Regions from separate parts of the Mus musculus genome. Here region 2 is linked to region 1. A link is a contact called in public HiChIP or PLAC-seq data. All regions are on one chromosome and are shown on one strand. Each heading gives the region's core, a stretch centred on a gene start, on an enhancer-like site or on the middle of the called end of the contact. The rest is flanking DNA. Distances are from core to core; before and after follow the strand shown.

Evidence for each region. HiChIP or PLAC-seq counts read pairs in DNA pulled down with a chosen protein or histone mark.
Region 2: a contact with region 1 is called in an H3K27ac HiChIP or PLAC-seq map of microglia, with 7 times the contacts expected there. The contact joins the promoter of 1700016K19Rik here to the promoter of Ywhae in region 1. A contact is called at or near these places in 4 of 39 promoter capture datasets (hippocampal neurons, liver, pre-B cells and 1 more), 1 of 484 Hi-C or Micro-C datasets (bone marrow-derived macrophages), 7 of 115 datasets of contacts at active chromatin or transcription factors (bone marrow-derived macrophages, embryonic forebrain, embryonic stem cells and 3 more) and 2 of 9 other capture datasets (adipose tissue and liver).

The regions. Positions count from the first base shown.
Region 1 is chr11:75,731,537-75,734,339 of GRCm38.p6, forward strand. It overlaps Ywhae (tyrosine 3-monooxygenase/tryptophan 5-monooxygenase activation protein, epsilon polypeptide), which reads left to right and starts at 1,351. Exons shown (of 6, transcript NM_009536.4): 1 at 1,351-1,555. The coding sequence starts at 1,492.
Region 2 is chr11:75,998,444-76,001,246 of GRCm38.p6, forward strand. It overlaps 1700016K19Rik (RIKEN cDNA 1700016K19 gene), which reads left to right and starts at 1,469. Exons shown (of 2, transcript NM_198637.2): 1 at 1,469-1,823. The coding sequence starts at 1,619.

The DNA.
Region 1 (2,803 bases), core at 101-2,600:
TCACAGACCATAGCTGGGTTTTTGAAGAAACCAAAACTCTCACCACCAGCTCCTTTCTTTTTGTGTTTGTGTTTCGAGGTAGGGTATTTTTAGTCCAGGATGGCCTGGAACTTGTGGCAATCCTTGTCTCTGCTTCCACAGTGCTGGAATTACAGGCGTGAACCACCGCTTCAGTAAGTACGGAATACTTTTCTTAAGTACAATTATGACGATGTCACCTTCCACTCAGAATCATCAAAACAGCTTGCCCAGATAGGACTATAACTCAGTGGCAAAACACACGGTGGAAGCTGTGGGGGTCAGTCTCCAGCGTTTGGACAAAACAATTCCTGTCCGTTCACAGACTAAGATGCAAACCTCTGGGCGTGTGACCTCAGGCCTTGATCCCAACCTTTTGATTTCACACTCATTTTGAGGCCCTTTTTCTGCATGGCTCAGCAGCAAGCTGATATTGAGTATAAGATGTTGAAAATCCATAAGGAAGCAGACTAGGCGTGGCCATTGCAAGTGAAGCAATCCCCATGGAGGATTATTTATTTCTAACTCATCAATGTCAATTTGCCCTTACACACCTCAGGTGCACCTTGCACTCCAAGTGAGGCAAGCCACTATGTCTCCTTTTTCCCTCGAGTGAGGGTTTCCCTTAACTAGCTGAGATTGACCACTTTTTCTTTTTTCTTTCTTTCCTTTTTTTTTTTTTTGAGATGGGGGTTTCACAATGTAGCCCTGGCTGACCTGGAATTTGCTTTGTAGATGGGACTTGATCCAAACTCGATCCTTGCGCCTCTACCTCACTAGTGTTGGAATTAAACACACTCACCTATGCTTGAAGCAAAACCAGAGATTTTAAACAAAAGTCCTATCTACGATAGGCCAAAGAGATAAAATATGGCTGGAGGGGAGAAGAAAATGCTTAAAGTATGGAAGCAAGGGAGATGATGATGCGTGAAAACTCGAGCTTTCCCTTCTTGTCCTTGTCAATTCTTTAAATTGGATGAGAAAAATGTGCTAGAATGCACAGGGCCGGTTGATCTTCAACGAGGAAGGCCTGCCGTAGCAAGAACCCATCAAGCCTGTCGCTCTGTCCCCCACAGGCCAGCCCGCGGTCGCCCCGCACGGGCTTCTGGCTAACTCCCCTCCCGCAGTCTAGGCCGACCTCGCCTCCAGCCGCTCCAGGGGCCGTTCTCCGTCGCAGTCGCAGTTCCCGCCTCGCCACAGGGCCGCCCGCTGTGCCGACGGAGGAGGGGCGTCTGTCGCGCTGGTTCCAGCCTTTTCTGGCGCCGAACTCCGGGATCCGCCCCCCCCCCCCCCCGCGCCAGTTGCCAGGGAGCGGTTGCCATAGAGCTGAGCAGTTGTCCGCGTGCGCAGGCGGAAGTCCCGGATTGAGGCGCCGCCATTTTTCCTGCTCGGACGCGGAGCGAGAAGCTGAGAGAGTCGGAGACGCTATCCGCTTCCATCCGTCGCGCAGACCCTGCCGGAGCCGCTGCCGCAATGGATGATCGGGAGGATCTGGTGTACCAGGCGAAGCTGGCAGAGCAGGCCGAGCGATACGACGGTGAGTCGGGGGGGTGTCGGGGGGCTGGAAGTCTCGGACCCTCCGCCGCCGCCCACAGAGGCCGGGAACCGGAGACAAAATGGCGGAGCCGTCTCGGAGCCCGGCTTGGGACGTGGGTCGGGAAGCAGGCCGAGGCCTGCGGGCTCCCGGCGCGGTGGGAGTCCCCGGGCCTAGGGATTTGACCCCTCCGGTGTCCTTAGCTTGCAGGCGCTCGCCCGCCAGCAGGCCGGGGCGGAGGGTGGAGGAGTTGGTTGTAAAATGGCGGCTGGAGGGGGAGGGCGAGTCCCCGGGCGGGGGAGGGGGGAGGAGATGGCGGGTGCCGGCTCCCGGCGTGCGATCCCCACGGGAGCCCTCGGGAACCGCGGCGGGGTGTGGAGGAGGACACTTGGGTGGGGCGATGTGAGGAACGGTACCGGTCGCTCGGGAGAGGGCGGCATCGAGGAGCTGTAGCGCTAGGCGCCTTTCGGGGAAATATGGCGGGTGGGGGCGGTGGCTTTTCCCCTGAGGCCCAGTGTGGGGCGGCGGCCGTGGAGCCTCACAAAGGAGAAGCCTCTGGAACGGACGGCTTCTCGGGGCCGGCGGTGGAGAGGAGTCTTCTGGTGAGGGTGGAGTGTTTGGAAATCACTGCAGAGCCTCCCTCCTTGGGTGGAGGCGAGCTGAGATGCTGCGATTGGATTTCTTCCTTTGGGCCGACACACCTTGGAGTTGAGAGTTTGGGGGGCTTTTTAGCCTCGCCTTCTTCCGGGGAGGTGCAGAACCTCACTCCTACCCCGTTTGTTCTTACCCAGGATATCCTAAAGTTGCTGCGGGTTTTTTTTTTCCCCCTTCTGTCCCCATCCTTCATAGGCACGGAGTTCTGATGGCTAGAATACAGGAGACCAGGCTTGCCAGGATTCCTTAGTACGAATTTCCCTTTGCAGAGTCAGTGCCTCAGTTTACCCGTTTGTAAAATTGACGACTGTACTATTCACACTCGTCATTATGAAGTATGGAAAGACCTGCTGAGAAATGGTTAATTCAAATAATGTTTAGTAGCACTTTGGGTTGACAACCCAAGTTCGGGTGGAATGCATGCTCTTCCTTGGCTTGGGGAGCTTTACCTATTTTGAGCACTCAGTTGAGGCTTGGGGAGTTTGAATTAGGAATGTAGAAGATTGTAGTTTTTCTGTTTTATGATTTCATTGTTACATGATTGGGGCTCAAACCCAGGATTGCATGCAAGCAAGACAAGTGCTCAAATACTGTGCT
Region 2 (2,803 bases), core at 219-2,718, 270 kb after region 1:
GATTGGAAATATTACAGCAGGCATACTTAGTTTTGGTTGTTGTGGGAGTTTGTCACAGTGTCTAGTAACTGTGACAAACCACTGTAACCTGACTGTTCTCAAAATCAATTTGTAGCCAAGGATGACCTTGAACTCCTGGTCCTTCTGTCTTCACCTCCCAAGTATTGGGATTACCGACAGACATGTGCCACCATGCCCAGTTCATGGGGTGCTGGGTTCAAACCCAGTGCTCGATCTATATATATTAGGCAAGCACTCTGCCACCTAAACTACACTCCTGTCTCTTTGCAGCCATATTTGGAAAATATGACCGGTGGTGCATAAACCTGAAGGGGGGAAAAAAAAAGCAAGCAACAGATCACACAGGTTTAGTCTTTCTTTCTTTTTTTGGTTTTTCGAGATAGGGTTTCTCTGTATATAGCCCTGGCTGTCCTGGAACTCACTTTGTAGACCAGGCTGTCCTCGAACTTAGAAATCCACCTGGCCTCTGCCTCCCAAGTGCTGGGATCAAAGGCATGCGCCACCACGCCCGGCTTAGGTTTGGTCTTTTTAAATCTGTGGTGCTGGCTGAGTGACACATTTTAGTCTCCTACATGCTAAGTGCCCTGCCACTGAGCTGTATCCCCAGCTCATGAGCACGGTCTTGATGAACTGTCATGGGGGTAGAGGTAGAGTGCTCAGAGGTGACTCAGCAGCTCAAGGCACTTGCTGCTCTTGCAGAGGACCCAGTTTGGGTTCCTCACACCACAGCTCACAGCCATCCGTAACTCACGATCCAAAGGATCTGGTGCTCTTCTCACTTCCGAGCCAGCACAGGTGTGGAAAAGATAGGTCAGTGCCGGCCCAAGGACCCACAACTTCTACTTAGCCTTGACCTGTGCATCCTGGCCCACACCAGGGCTCAAGTAGATTGCAACACAAAGGCATACAGTTAGATCAACAGGGGGTGCACATATATACAATCAAGAGAAACATATACAAAATAAATATTAATAAATATTTTTTTTAAAAAATTTTAAGAAAACAATTTTCGTGTGGAGTCAGGCCTGGCGGCTCATACATATAATCCTAGTTACTGGGGAGGCTGAAGCAGGAAAATCGTGAGTTCAAGGTCTGCCTGGGTTACAATGAGCTCCAGACCATCCTAGGCAACTTAAGTGGTGAGTGGGTGATGGGGCGCGAGGTGCAGGGTGTGGAGACAGCCAGACATCAATAGCTCATGCCTGTAATCCCAGCCCTTGGGAGAGTGTACAAATGGATGAGGAATTCAAGACCAGCCAGTTCGAACTACATGAGACCTTGTCTCAAAAAATAAAAATGGTAAATATTTTGATCACGCATTAGTGGATGGGATTTGTCACTGTCAGCTAAGCATTAATAATCTTTATCTCCTGCCTTGTCCTGTGCGCTTCAACTCACCTGGACTCAAACAGATCAAAACACGCATGCGTACATCTAGAGCCTTATGGTGCCCCTTGCGGCAACTTCCTAGTTGTGCGCGTGGCGTGGAGCGGTCGCCATGGAGACGCGTGGTCTGAGCAAGCAGTGAGCGCCTGGAGCCCGCCAGGTGCGGGTCCTCTGCTGTTTCCGGGCACGCAGGTCGGGGACCCGCGGGCGGATGGCCGGCCGTGGTGGGACCGGTGCGGCGGAGTATGGTGAGGAGGGCGAGGAAGAGGAGGAGGAGGAGGCGCGGGAAGGCGGAGCTGAGGGCTCCCCGGGGTCCAAGCTGCCTCCCATCGTGGGCACCGCCTCCGAGCTGGCCAAACGGAAGGTGAAGAAGAAAAAGAAGAAGAAAAAGACTAAAGGATCGGGCAAGGGCGACGGTAAGAGGAACAGCTAGGGAGGTTGCTTCGGCTCTTGGACCTGAGATTCCTCCCATACCCTTCTACCTGGAAGCCACCTCAGGCTTAGAAACCTGACAGGACATTTTAGGGCAGCCCAGAGATGCCCAGATCTACCCATAAAGACCATGTTCTCACCAGCACAGAGAGCCTTTAATTAACACGGATATCTACCAACTAAGTTTCCCAGTGTATCCAAAGAGACCACACCCTCCCCTAAGAACCTCAACATCTAATATCTCTGTGTGGGGTCCCACACAGAGGCCATGCAGACACCCACCCCAAGACCTTCCAGCCCCTCAGAGAGTGAGCTTCTTCTACCCACCTCCTCTCAACTTCCTAGCCCCTCAGCCAAAATATACCCTTACTCACAGACATTTCAAAGTTTGGAGTCACAAAGAGACTAACCCATTTGGACAGATACCAGCTGATATTCGCTCCCACAGGGGAACAGACTTCAGGCTCCCCTCTGGTGCCCTCCTAACTCCTTTACCCTTTAAAGGGCACATGCTTCCAGATGCTGTGTAGGAACCAACTCCATGTAAATGTGTGCAGAATCTTCCCTGCGTGGACTCCGCCAAGAGACAGCTATATATGGCAGAAACTCACACCAACCCCCACCTCAACACCAACACTCTTTATACTGCCTTTTTATAGCAATATGACACTCTCTGACAGACCTAACGTACAGTTTGCTCCATCATGCATATACATGCAGTCTACACATGTGTGAATTTGGTTAGACACTTACATGTGTTGACGCCAACACAGACTGAACACCTACACAGGCACTCACATGCATAGCTACACCCTCTCACCACACACACACAGATCTTCTAGATACTCATATGCGTAGATACACTCCAAACACTAGACCCACACAGGTGTTCTAGGCATGTGCATAGATGCCCTCAAACAGCTCAAATCACACCCACAACATGTCCTCCAGTCTTGCTCACCAA